Linked DNA regions of Mus musculus: regions 1 and 2 are each linked to region 3. Evidence: chromatin contacts called from public Hi-C data. All regions are on one chromosome and are shown on one strand. The core of a region is the stretch at or near the end of the contact, and the rest is flanking DNA. Distances in the headings are between cores, read along the strand shown.

Region 1 (4,676 bases), core at 2,038-4,537, 4.4 Mb after region 3:
TGCATTATAACAAAATCTAAAAATCACACCCCTTGCCTGGCATGCATTTCAAGGGCTGGGCCTGAAACCCCTGTTGTGATTACAAAAGGGATCAAGTGACCAGGAAATAAGATTCTTCTGTCAAACAGTAGGAAAGTAAAACCATTTTATCCTGAGGAGATTACTGAGGGTGGGGGGTGGGGGTGGGGGCAGACTTCTGTGCGCTCACACGTATACACACACATACACACAGCCAGTCATCGATGCAGCCCCTATCCCTCTTCCAGACTCCACATCCCTGTCAGGCCGCTCCACAGTCTGGCACAGGCAACAGATACTGGGCACCTCGGCCCAGATTCACACTTGAGAATCAACAACCTTAAAACCCTCTGCTGGATACTTAATGCCTGCTCACATGGGCACAGACATCAGCTGGAGGAGGGTAGAGAAGATGAGGACTCAAATGAGACAAAAAAGGCAAAGCCAGATTAAAATCCCTGAGTTTTCAAAGGTGACATAGAAACTCCTTGTGAATGTGCACGAGGGGGGATGGGGGGTGCGGCACACCATGAGCCAAGCCTGCAGTGAGGGGACCTGCGCATAAGTAGCAACATCTCAAGGGAATGGGCTTAGGCAAAAAAAAAAAAAAAAAAAAATGCTATGTTAGGGCCAGGTACAGTGGTGCAGGACTTTAATCTTAGAACCAGAAAGATATCTGTGAGTTCCAGGCTAGCCTGGTCTACAAAGCAGAGTTCCAGGACAGCTGGGGCTATACAGAAAGACTTTGTCTCAAAAACTAAAAAATAAAAATAAAAGAGGAGGAGGAAGAAAAGAAAGAGGAGAAAGAAGAGAAGAGAAGGAGGAGGAGGAGAAGAAAAAGGAGGAGGAGAAAGAGGAAGAAGAGGAGGAAGAGGAAGAAGAGGAAGAGGAAGAAGAAACACCAAGCTATGTTATCCCCTTACTGCAACTAAGGGCCAGAGAGGAAGAAACTCAGCTTTTCATGCTCCGGACTTAGCACCCCAAACCGACACTCCCCAGGACTGATCTCTGTCTACAACCCAATACTGCTTTATTCTCAGAGGCTAACTGGGAGGGTGGGGGGACTCATTACACCATACCAAAACTCTACCACGTCAGTAATATCCCCATTTTCTGTATGGGTGAACAAACTTCAGGACCTTTCTAATTCTCACAGGCCACAAGGGGTAAACCCTGTCTAAAATATCAAGAGAGAAGAAATTTTACCTCTAGTTTCTTCTAAAGATGCAATTACCCTTCAACCTTTGGAGACTGGCTTCCTACCCCCACCCCACAGACACACTCCACAGTGTAACTCCCTAAAATATACATTTTTTTTGTATGTTAGATGAATGGTACTCTTCTTTTTATTGTTAAGTATTGTTCCATAGTAGGTACATACCAAAACACTGAGTCATTTAACCATAGCTCACTCCTCAAGAGGACATGTGTGAATTGTCCCAATCCCACAGCCAAATGGGTTTAAATATTGTATAGGGGTTTCTGTATTTCATTCTCTCCATACATGTCAGTAAAGTTTTTAACCAAAAATACAGAATAGCCTGGCATAGTGGCACACACCTTTAATCCCAGGATTCCAGGAGAGAGACATGAGATCTCTCTGAGTTCGAGGCCACCCAGGTCTACAGAGTGAGTTCCAGGACTACAGAGAAAAATCCTGTCTTAAAAAAAACAAAAAACAAAAACAAAAAAAACCAAAACAAAACAAAACAAAAGAAAAGAAAAACAAAAGACAGGAGTAGTGAGTGGTTCGTGTCTATAACTCCAGCACTTGAAAGACTGAGGCAGGAGGATTGCTTCAAGTTTAAGGTTACCTTAAAACCCTGTCTCAAAAAGACCAAAAAGAAAGAGGAAACTAAGCAAGAGAGAAGAGCTGACAGGGCCCTGACAGGACACACGTTTGCCTGGAATGGTGGTTCCCGCCCGCCTGGAAGGATAGAACACACAGGAGACTCATGACTTTAAGGCCTGGAATACACAACCCATCTCAAAACACTTGCCTGGCCAAAACCAATAAGCCACTCTTTCAAAGAAGTCTCCATTGCTTACACCTCGGAATGTGTTGTGAAGATATTCCAGGTGGGTTTTGTTTCACTTGAACAGGCATGTGGCCAAAGATGCAAATGGAAATCCTACAAAAACGTTCCCTCACCAACCCCCTTCCTCATGTAGCACCCTCCCCAAACCACCCCCTCCCCAAATCCCAGTGTCCTCTGACAGCTTCAGTGTCTGTGCTTCACTGGCCCTTTACTCCAGGTTCCAAACGTTTGACTGCAAGAAGCACAAAGCAACACACAGGACAATGGATTCCCGACCCTGAGTCAAAATCAGTTTTTGCTTAGGCCCCTTGCTCGCCCTTCCCGTCTACATAATGGACATGACCCCCTCCTCCGGAGGCTATGGGCGATTCAGAGTCGACATCAATACCTGATACTATTATAATCTGGTTCCTCTTTCCATTCCTTCTCCGATTCCCTAACCGCCCAGCCAAGCTCTTTCTCAGTTCACCTGACCACAAGTATTCCTCTTCTCCTCGCAGAGGGCGGTGGATAACCAGACCACCCTCCCCTTTCAAACAGCACATTTTATCTACTCCACCCTGCAAAAGGGAGACCGGCTCATCCTCCTGACCCAGTCGCCTGCGCTGGAGCCTGTCTAGGACAGCGCGGCAGCAAGCTGGGCTGCTACTACCATTCCCAGGGTGAATGACACCTAACGGTGTTTGGGGGAATGTCTTCCTACCGACGCCCTTGGAACTCTCGCAGCGGCCCAGAGCACTTGCGATGTACACTCCAGATTTAACAATCCCCAGGTATGAAATAGCTTCCCCGGCGGGGGAAAGCCAAAAAAGAGTTGCGAAGTTTTAGAGTCGCCTTCCCCGCGGGGGCCGCGCGACAGAGGCAGGGTGCGGGGGACCCGAGGGGTCCTCGAGTGGGCGGCGCAAGCTGGGACACGCACTCACCGTCCGTGCTCCTCTTCGCCTCGTGGTAGCGCGCCCACAGGTAGCTTTTCATGTCCACGGCAGCCGGGGCAGCCGGGGCAGAGCACAGGCGCCGAGCGCAGCCCGAGCGCGGTCGTTCTCGAGCCACGGCCCCGCCGCAACTCCGCAGCCCTGCCGCCGCCCTCGCCCCGGCCCCGCGGGCCGCCGCTGCCACCGTGGCCATGCTGCCTCTAAGCTGCCAGTGGCACGGATGGCCAGCGTCGCGAGGCTCCGGGACGCACGCCGGCAGTTCCTACGTCTGAGCAAGTGCCGGCGCGGCCCAAGAACCACCCACGGTGGGGCGGAGCCGGGGGCGAGGCTGGGGAGGTGGGCGGGTTCTAGAGGGAAGCAGGAGGCGGGGTCAAGGATTAGGCTAGGAGCTGCGGGATGGGTGGGGCCTGAGCTGGGTCAGGGGCGGGGCCTGGTTGGAAAGAGGAATGCCCCGGCTGAGTAAAGAATAGGGTCTAGAGAGAGAATGAGTTGGACCATCTCGATTGCGTCAGAGGCAGAGTCAGGGACCGAACCTGGGGAGACAGAGCCGGGGGCCTAGGCCAGTTAGAGGCTGGGTCAGGTGTGGGCCTGTGGAAATGGAGTGGGACGGAGTCTGGGTTGAGTCAAAGGCGGAGTCAAGGGCGAGGCCTTAGAGAAAGCGGGTTGGGCGTGGCCGGAGCTGCCAGGGCTCAGCGCCCGGTCGGCTGCGGTCACTTCCTGACCCGCGAGGCAGGAGGGGGCGGAGGGTGGTTGAAGTCACACGGGCTAGGATGACTCATCTCCGACCCTATCGCTGCCAGCAAGACTCTGCTCTACCTTCCTCTTGCCTTCCGTGGCGGGCCCCAATTCTGATTGCACTGATGAGTGTACGCACTATCCATCTCTGATCCCAGTCTCTGGAATGCGACCCACTCCGTGTCAAAGGCTTCTGCAGGTATCTCCTGGATCTCAGGTGCCTCTCTGAGACTGCCCTGAGGCTGAGCTTGGGCCTATCCAAGAGTTGCCCTTTAAAGAGTTGCTGGGCCGAGATTACACTCGAGGTCTAAAGTCGTCTGCAAGATCCTGCCCCTGAAGACTCCCGATAAATGTAAATTTCCTTAACAGTGCAGGCCTCTGGAAAGCCGGGTTCCCACCTCCAGAGAGGTCCTCCGGACATGATTAGCAGTCTCCTGCCCACGCTGGCAGCACGCTTGGTACCTGTTCCACTCACTTGCTTAACTGCACTTATTCCATGCCGCTCCTGCGGGACTTTCTATCACCAATTCAAGACCTACCTGAGAAACACTGGGCCCCAAGAAATTCCCAAAGTATCCCATGGTGACCACTGAGTAGGGGGGGGCGGTTATAGTGGGAATGGCTAGAATAATGAGAGGACAGACAAGGCACAGTGTGAGACAACCCCAAGCATTAGCGACTCAAGTTGTGGGCTGGAAGAGTCAGATGTTTTTGTGGAAGGTGATGACACTGGAGCTAGTCCCTGACTGATAATGAAAACCATTAATAGAAAGCTGGCTGTATATTTTATCGCATACACTCTTCCCAGCTGTCTTAAAAGGAACGTACCGCGTCTCTCCTTTAAACACAATGAAACCGAGGCACAACAGAGGTGAGATTGCTTGCCTATCGTCACAGAGCTGAGTCCCCTCTTCTGTTGGGTGGTAGGGAGGACGGTAGCTAGAAAGTAATC
Region 2 (4,394 bases), core at 1,487-3,986, 3.0 Mb before region 3:
GTGGAGGCCAGAAGAAGGCATCAGATTCCCCTGGAACTGGAGTTCCAGAGAGCTGTGAGCTGCCAGGTGGGTGCTATGAACTGAACCCAAGGCTCTGCAAGAGCAGCCAGAGCTCTTAATCACAGAGTTGTCTCTCTGGCCCTCATTCAAGCCTTTAAAACATGCATAAGTCGCAGTATTAAAATACAAGTAAAATTACAGGGGCCAGTGAGATGGCCGCAGGTAAAGGGGCTTGTGGCTAAGTGTGAGGGCCTGAGTTCAATCCCTGCATCCTATACTATGGAAGGAGAGAACTGACTCCCACATGTTGTTCTCTGACACACGTGCACCCCGGCACTCAAACAGCCACGCATGAAAACACATTTAAGTACATGTGATTAAAACCTTCTAGAAAGAAAATAATAATAAAGTCACAACAGAAGGCGCTTCCTACGTTCTCTCCTTTTCTTTTTATCCCTGAACCTAGGGCCGACAAGGACAGTTCCCGGTCACCGAACCACTTGATATTCTCACCTCAGCTTTCACTCTTTATTTTATATGACAAATTTTAATATTTTCAATACTACCTATCATTCTAACAATTAGCAAAAATAAAGGTACTTATATTTTAGTGTGAGACGAGAAGAAAGAAGAGGGAGAAGGAAAGTTACTTTAATTCCTAACAACAAAATACTGAGTAGAAAGAATATCTCCCTGGGGCTCTGTTGCCATTTCTGTCATATGATCAAGTCTCTTTGGCGAAGACATTTCCTCAAGGTTTGGCTGCGTCATCTATGAAAACCTGTTTTTGGGGTTTTGTTTGATAGGGTTTCTATGCAGTCCAGGCTATCCTGGCTAGCCTCAGACCTTTGGCAATTCTCTTGCCCCTGCCTTCAGAGTACTTGGACCACAGGAGCCACGATGCTCCAGCTCAGATTACTTAAAATCTGACCAAAGCTTAAAGTTCTGTGGTTTGTGTTTAAAATGTTATGGTTGGCCGGGCGGTGGTGGTGCACGCCTTTAGTCCCAGCACTTGGGAGGCAGAGGCAGGCGGATTTCTGAGTTCGAGGCCAGCCTGGTCTACAGAGTGAGTTCCAGGACAGCCAGGGCTACACAGAGAAACCCTGTCTCAAAAAAAAAAAAAAAAAAAAAAAAAAAAAAAAAAAAAAAAAGAAAATGTTACAGAATAAGATGCAAACGTCTGGGGCACCAACTTGCAGCCACATAAGTCTGGCTTACACACCTCTACAGAATAGTATGAGGTGATAGATGGCTTGGCTTCTTCACCTGAAAGATGAGGTCTGGGGTCGTTGAAGGGTGTACTTCAGGTCACTATGTATGGTGGCAGGTGCCCAAACTGGCTGAGCCATCCCCTCTGCCCACGTTTTAAATTTCCTATTGAGTTTTCCGTTCCAAGTCACTTAGTATCTGTTCATGCATGATGTCAAAACTAGACTCTGAATCCTAACCCCATCCATTTATACACACACACACACACACACACACACACACACACACACACACACACACACAAAATCTATAAATACTGGGCTGGAGAGATGGCTCAGCGGTTAAGAGCACCGACTGCTCTTCCAGAGGTCCTGAGTTCAAACCCCAGCAACCACATGGTGGCTCACAACCATTTGTAACAAGATCTGACACCCTCTTCAGGGGTGTCTGAAGACAGCTACAGTGTACTTACATATAATAATAAAATAAATCTTAAAAAAATAAAAGAAAAAGAAAATACTGCACTCACCAAAAAATTGCTTGTTGTCTTCGTAGTATTTATTTCCATATTTGTCTTCTCCCACCAGTGTACCAATCCTTATATCATTTGCCCTTTAAGAAGTACACAGAGGAAAAAAAAGGCATCTCAGAATGATTCACACTGTTCAAGACAAACCCAGAAACAGACCGTACCACCGACTGTTTCTGCATCGACACAAGAACGAGATGCTACGGGGGATGCTCGCTGCTTGTACACCTCTAGCCTTCAGCCGAAGGCTCTTGCCACTCAACGCTCACGAATTAACTTTCTGGCAAAGAGCTCTGGAGTCTCCTGTGTTGTCCCAGCAGCATGCAGACAGGTGTGTGTGTGTGGGGGGGGTAATCAACCAAACAACTGATGTGCTTAGATTGCATATAAAACACTACTTTCCAGCTACGGTCCACGTATGTAGATACGTGCACCCTGAGACACTAAGTTAGCAAAACCTTCAGGCAGTCAAAGTACTTCATCATCTTCGTATTACGAGTGTCCCCTGGATTATTCACTGGTCCTCCGGATTTGCTGCGATTTATGGGGCTAATCGGGACTAGCATGATCGCCACCTTCAACTTCTTACTGTACACAGTGCAGAGGAAAACTTGCCCAAGGTCACCGTGAGGGGTAGAGGGGTTGCTATGCTAAGCCTCATTACACCCCAGGACTCGAGCCCGGAGCATCCCGGCTACCCTAGCACCTGCGTCACAGCTCCGCCACTAGGGGCTGAGTAGGGCCCAGAGACGTCTCAGTCCAAGGAACTCAACTCTTGGGACTGAACTTGTCCTTGACCGGATCCCTGGACCTCCAAAGTGATCTAATCTGAGCTCCTTTCCAGGAAAGCAGCCAGCGGAGGTGCGTCCCCAGAGACCCAGGGTCTAGCCCTGGCCTCCTACCTGAAGAAAACCCGTAGGAGGCCCCGCAGGCCGCCGTGGCCGGTGACCTGCTGCACGCCGCGCTTCAGGACCTCCACCAGCTCCATTCTCATCTGCATGGTCCGCCCCTTCCGTGTTCGGGTAAAACCCGCCGGGCGGAAGACGAGATACTCAAGGCGCCACCGTTTGGAGGTTCCTGCTCGTCAACCGGCCGCGGAGGTCGTTCTACGCAGGCGCAGAGCTGGAGGTCGCGCAGGGAGGATTATCTGGGGTTTTACAGTACAGGTTGGTGTCTTCCTAAAGGTGAAATTAATGTTTTCGGAGGCTGTACCCAGAAAGCGACCCTGCGGGGAGAAGTACGCCAAGCAAAGCTTTCCCAGATGGGAGTTTCTCCTGTCGAAATAAGTTTCTTCCTCCAGACAACGATGACGCACATTCCAAAAATTCCTTATAGCACTAGAAGCTAAGAAATGCATTACTGACCCCACAGCGGTATTGTACATTTAATACAGAGTGCGTATGATTTTGAATTCATTAAGCGTCGGTATGCTGGTAGATGAGTGATGAAGAATTGCAAAGAATAAGATTAAGTAAAATACCTGAAGGATTTGTTATTTTATTGTTGCAAGGTGTAAGCACAGACACTAGGTAGACTTCATCACAGAGTTAGTGCTTTACAAAATAATAAAATAAATAAACAATACTGGCAAACCCCTAGCCATAAAAAAGAAAAAGAAAAGAAAAGAAAGAAGAAACTAGGATTAATAAAATTAAAGATTAAAAATAGTTAAGTGTCAAGTCGACAAGGCTGGCCAGATTGCGAACCTCGGGAATACACCTGCCTCCACATCCCTGGAACTGAGTCTACAAAGGTGCCACCATACCCGAATTTTCTACATGGGCTCTGAGCTGTAACTTCTTTTCTCACGCTTGCAAGGTAGGCTAAGATCAAACCCAGGTCCTTGGCAAGAGCAGCTAATATTCTTAATTTCATTTTAAAAATATTTTGCGTTATTTGCATATTGTTTCCAAGCCCTGTGTGTCTTTACATATTCCTCACAATATGTATGTTTTTTGATGACTAGAATGCAGGGGAGTCACAGGAGACTTCTGATAGCAGGATAGAAGGCAAATTGGCCTCCAGCTCTTTCCCTTAGAACACAGCCAGTAGGCAGTAAGGAGCAGAACAGAGAGACTCTGGCCATGCCCAGATTCTGTCCCACTGCAAGTCCCAGCTAACAGCCACTAATACTCAGTGACTACAGAGATTTAAACCCATGATTTCTGCCAGACCCCTGTTCTGACTGAATGGAGATAGGTTGTCCCTGACCACCTCTGTCTGTATTATACATTCATGTGAAAATGCACACTTCTAACTGGTAGGTTTGGGGTGGCTAACCGCAAAACCTTGATGCTTGACATACTGCCAATAGTTTTGAAGCCCCTTCTATATCCTTCCCCGTTTGCACCTTCCTCCTCCCTTCCCAACTATTACCTAGACTTGATGCTCTTGCTTCTTGACTACATTTTATATGTATATGTACATGTAAATGTACTGTTACACAGATGTAACAGTAAACTAGTTAAATCATATTCTCTATGCTTTATGTACTTATTCAAATCGATGCAGGTTTTCTTTGTTTATATAATCTTAAACTCCATGTGTGTGTGGGGAGCACAAAGGAAAGAGACTGAACTCAGATAGCTGCATTTCCACAGAAAGTGCTCTGACCCTCTAAGCCATCTTGCCATTATTTTTGTTCTTAAAATGCTTA
Region 3 (4,851 bases), core at 2,110-4,609:
CAGGGATGTCTGGCAGTGGTGGTACTTACCTTTAGTCCCAGCACTCCGGAGGCAAGTGGATCTCTGTGAGTTCTAGGCCAGCTGGATCTATAAATCAAGTTCCGGGACAGCCAGGGTTGGACATAACGTTTTTTTAGGGGCAAGTTTGAAATCTGAAGTTAGAAACAGATTTACTAGCCTAACCTCTTGCCCTTACCTTACATAGCATATGGGGGATAAATATTCTCTCCTTTGGAACTTTACAACAGTTAAAAACCAGACTTCCTTCCATCACTGAGTTCTGGACGCATACCCACGGGCATCTCCAACAGTCACTTGGTGAGAAAAGTCTAGAAAAGCAAAATTTTTGATAGCTGATGACAGTAGTCATGTCTCCTGAGAAATTTAGTTTCTTCAAGCATCCCCCTATTGATAGTGTCCAGGGAATTTTTTTTTTTAAGTTGGGGGAGGCAACCCAACAGATGAAGTGAAGTTTTTGCTTAGGGAACAATTTCAGGCATCCACGGTGCAATTCTTTGTGAAACACAGATTGAGTGTTGGGCTTGCTACTGGGTTTAAAACCACCTCCGGGGCTGGAGAGATGGCTCAGTGGTTGAGAGCAGTGTGCATTTCTTTTCTAGGATCTAAATTTGCTTCCAGGCACACATATCAGGCTGTTCACAATTGTCTGTGAATCCAGTTTCAGGAGATTCTAGCACCCTTGTGCTCCCAAGGAGCCTGCACATACCCACACATCAAGAAAACAGACACACACACACACACACCAAAAACACACACACACACACACACACACACACACACACACACACACACACACACACCCCAAAAACAGGAGGTAAGGGCAGGCAGGTATCTGTGAGTTTGAGTCCAGCCTGGTCTATAAAACAAGTTCCAGGACAGCCAGGGCAATTACACAGAGAGACCCTGCTTCAAAAAACAAAATAAGAATGAGAATAAATGTGGTGGTGGTGCCCTTTAATCCCAGCTCCTAGGAAGCAGGGGCAGATCTCTTTGAGTTCAAGGCCAGCCTGGTCTACAAAGTGAGTTCCAGGACAGCCAGAGCTATACAGAGAAACCCTGTCTTGAAAAACAAAAAACAAACAAAAAACAAACAAACAAACAAACAAAAAAACTTGTTACTACATCATCATCATTATTTTTGTTTGTTTTGTTTTTGTTTTTGGAGATAGGGTTTCTCTGTATAGCCCTGGCTGTCCTGGAACTCACTTTGTAGACCAGGCTGGTAGAATATTATTTTTAGTTTACATTACGAGATTAACAATACTGTTGCTTAAACACATGTGAATATTGAAGGTTTTCTGGTTTGTTTTGTTTTGTGGAGACAGGGTTTCTCTGTGTAGCCCTGTGGCTATCCTAGAACTCATTATGTAGACCAGGCTATGGTCAAACTCAGAGATGGGCCTGTCTCTGCCTCACCCTCACGGGTGCTGGGCTCAAGACTTACAATGCTTTTTTGTTTTTGTTTTTGTTTTTGAAGACAGGGTTTCTCTGTGTAGCCCTGGCTGTCCTGGAACTCACTTTGTAGACCAGGCAGGCCTCGAACTCAGAAATCCACCTGCCTCTGCCTCCCGAGTGCTGGGATTAAAGGCTTGCGCCACCAAGCCCGGCTAATGTTGAGTTTTTAAAAGGGGGAATTAACACAATAAATTCCCTTTAGGAAAATAATCTATCATGAAAATAATGTTCTGCCAGGCAGTGGTGGCACACATTTTGGATCTCTGCACTCAGGAGGAGGTAGACAGAGCTGTGTTCGAGGCCAATCTGGTCTACATAGTGAACTCTAGGAGAGTCAGGACGACATAGAGAGACCCTGTCTTGAAAACACAAAAGAAAACCTATCTTCAGATTTATAGGTCCATTTTTACTGAGGGTTTTGCTTTTCAACGTCTTCCAATTTAACCATGTAGACATAGGTAAGCACAGTTTAAATATTTTTGTTCATATTTTTAATTTTGTTCATGCTTAAATTTAAGGCTTTTTTATAGAACATAATCTAGAGCTTAAGACACTGAGGGAATGATTAAGAGACTCTGAATCTGAGGTCAGCTGCTTCCTCTCACGAGCAGTGTCCTGAACCATTTCCTGTGTAGACATTCACATTGTTCAAAACCCTAGATACATTGAAACACTATACATGCTTTCATTCGCTTTTTATTTTTGTTTTTGTTTTTTTTTTTTTTTTGTTTTCGAGACAGGGTTTCTCTGTGTAGCCCTGGCTGTCCTGGAACTCACTCTGTAGACCAGGCTAGCCTCGAACTCAGAAATCCACCTGCCTCTGCCTCCCAAGTGGTGGGATTAAAGACGTGCGCCACCAACGCCCGGCTCATTAGCGTTTATTAACTACACATCTTATTGCGGACTTTTTACATAAATTTAACTCTGATCATGTTCGCCCATATATGTAATTTGTTAATAGGAAACATTTCTGGTCAGTATTGTGTTCCAGAAAACAGAACTGTGGCACATTTGAGACGCTAACTTGAATCAGCAGCATGAGTTTTACAGGGTTCCTGGCTCCCTCTAAAATTAAAAAATTAGTATGCACCACTACAGGCACATAAAGTTGAATACTAGAGACTTTCTAAATGTTGCGTTTCATCTTGTTCCATTACCAAACATTAGGTTTGATGAAGTTAGGGGAAATCCTTGGTGCTTGGGGTGGGGGTCTTAACCTAGACGGCTTAAAAATACAAAGAAGGCATTTGTTTTAAGCCCCAAGAACTATGGAAACCAAAGGGTTTGGTAAAAGAAGGCAAAGGGAGACTTAAAAATGCAATTTTGTAACAAACTAAAGCTGTATGGAAACCTTCAGCTGTGGAAGTCTGGCTTTCCCTAGATTCCAGACAAAAGAAGCGTTTGCGAACCGAGGGGATTTGACTTCCTGCGCATCCCGCACCACAGCCTGTCTGGTTTTCACGCTTCCCCTCCAGGGCCAGCACTCGGAGGGGGCAAGGCCAGTCGGCCGCCATTCTTCAGGGGGGCTCGGTGTCCCGGGAAGGAGCCAGGCCCGGGCAAAGGGTCCTCAAGAGAGCTGGCGCAGAACTCCGCCCGTCCGAAGGCGATCGAGGCCGGGACGAGGCTTCTCCGGTGCAGGGGGCCAGGAGAGAGGGAAACAGCGTGCAAACCCAGTACCGCCCATCCCTTATCAGCGTCCGAGGGGAAGGGCGGAGAGCCGAGGAAACAGCGGGCCCCGCGCCCGAGCTCCCGCCCGAGCGCCTTTTAAACTGCGTTTCTGCACCTCTCGCCCTGCGCCGCGGCGGCTGGAACCCGCGCGAGCCGCCCAGCCAATGGGTGGCGCGCTTCCTCCGGGCGCCCGCCAATGGCGGCGCGCGTTCTTGGGGCGTGCGCGAGCCAGGCTCCCCCCACCCCACCCCACGCACTAGCTTGTGTATGGGCTCGGCTCGCTGCGGGCTCCGGGTTCGGCTGCACTTGCTCCCCAGTCGTGCGCCAGGGGCTTTTTGTGGCGGGGGCCGGACCTGGGTTTTGTGTCCCGAGTTCTGTGCCGTGCCCGCGGCGCCGCTCCGGGGCAGGGATCTCCCGAGGCGGCGGGCGCAGCCCCCGGGACCAGCGAGCGAGCGCGCCGGCGTGAGCAGCGGCGGCGGCGACTGTGAGGGGCCGGGGAGGAGAGAAGGAGGGGGACGAGATGCCGGAGTTCCTAGAGGACCCTTCGGTCCTGACCAAAGACAAGTTGAAGAGCGAGTTGGTCGCCAACAACGTGACGCTCCCGGCCGGCGAGCAGCGCAAGGACGTGTACGTGCAGCTCTACCTGCAGCACCTCACGGCGCGCAACCGGCCGCCGCTCGCCGCGGGAGCCAACAGCAAAGGGCCGCCCGACTTCTCGAGCGACGAGGAGCGCGAGCCCACGCCGGTGCTCGGCTCCGGGGCCTCCGTGGGTCGCGGCCGCGGCGCCGTCGGCAGGGTAAGGCGAACCCCCCCGGGGCCGCGGAGACGGGCGTTTGGCGGCCGCGGCGCGTGCTCGGCGGCGGGGCTGGCCCCCTCGCGGGGTTCCCCGTGCCCGCGGCGGCGCCCCGATCGCGAGGCCGCCGGGGAAGGCGCGGAGAGGGGAGTCCTCGGTGCGAGCCGCCCCGGCTGTGCTGCTTGGCTGCTCGGGCCGGGTGCACGGTCCGGAGTGGGTGTAGACGCGGCCTTCCGAGCCGTTTTCTAAAGCCCGACAGGCTTGGCCCCCGGCGCGCGAGGTGAAGTTGTAGCGTTTTCCCGCTTTAGCGCCGAAGTGACTCGCAACAGTGTCAGAGCGCTCCCTGGAGGGCAGTTTGCGACATAGTCATTTCTGGCCTTTTTTTTTTTTTTTTTTAAATAAAGGCATTCCCGCCTTTTTATGTTGTTGACTTTTTTTTTTTTTTAAACAGATGGAGGGCTTTTTGAACCGTTTTGTTTCCTCGCGTGTCATATTCTTCCAGTCATCAGGCCCCGCCTTAAGTGGGTTTGCTGTACTGTAAACGGGACGTTTTAAGTACGTTGCATTTGGAAAAGTTTGTTCCCGTAGACATCCTGGAGAATCCCAGCTAGTGAGCGTTTTGTTTTATCGTTGTAAGATTTTTGCTGGAGGAAGTAAAGATCCGGAAGCAAAAAGAAAAGTTTATGACATACTGATGTATCAGTATTTGAATTTGAATGCCTCAGGCCAGTGAGATGTAAGATGCGTTCCTGCCGGTGTGTATCATTTTGCCTTTTTTTTTTTTTTTTTGGTTGCTGGCTTTTTGGGGGTACGTTTTAAATAGTATTTTGTAGGTTTATATTTAGTTAACAGAATTCAAGTCATTAAAAATTAGTTATGAGTGTTGATTTGGAGTGTTTTAAATCTTCGAGAAG

The links. Hi-C and Micro-C count contacts between places; a contact is called where the count stands out from the background.
Region 1: a contact with region 3 is called in a Hi-C map of CD4 T cells, with 4 times the contacts expected there. The contact joins the promoter of Nt5dc3 here to the promoter of Tmpo in region 3. A contact is called at or near these places in 1 of 39 promoter capture datasets (pre-B cells) and 1 of 484 Hi-C or Micro-C datasets (CD4 T cells).
Region 2: a contact with region 3 is called in a Hi-C map of CD8 T cells, with 3 times the contacts expected there. The contact joins the promoter of Ndufa12 here to the promoter of Tmpo in region 3. A contact is called at or near these places in 2 of 39 promoter capture datasets (liver and pre-B cells) and 1 of 484 Hi-C or Micro-C datasets (CD8 T cells).

The regions. Positions count from the first base shown.
Region 1 is chr10:86,777,616-86,782,291 of GRCm38.p6, reverse strand. Nt5dc3 (5'-nucleotidase domain containing 3) reads right to left here and starts at 3,287. Exons shown (of 14, transcript NM_175331.3): 1 at 2,981-3,287. The coding sequence starts at 3,182.
Region 2 is chr10:94,197,377-94,201,770 of GRCm38.p6, reverse strand. It overlaps Ndufa12 (NADH:ubiquinone oxidoreductase subunit A12), which reads right to left and starts at 2,736. Exons shown (of 4, transcript NM_025551.4): 1 at 2,641-2,736; 2 at 1,739-1,821. The coding sequence starts at 2,726.
Region 3 is chr10:91,170,127-91,174,977 of GRCm38.p6, reverse strand. Tmpo (thymopoietin) reads left to right here and starts at 3,359. Exons shown (of 4, transcript NM_011605.3): 1 at 3,359-3,940. The coding sequence starts at 3,665.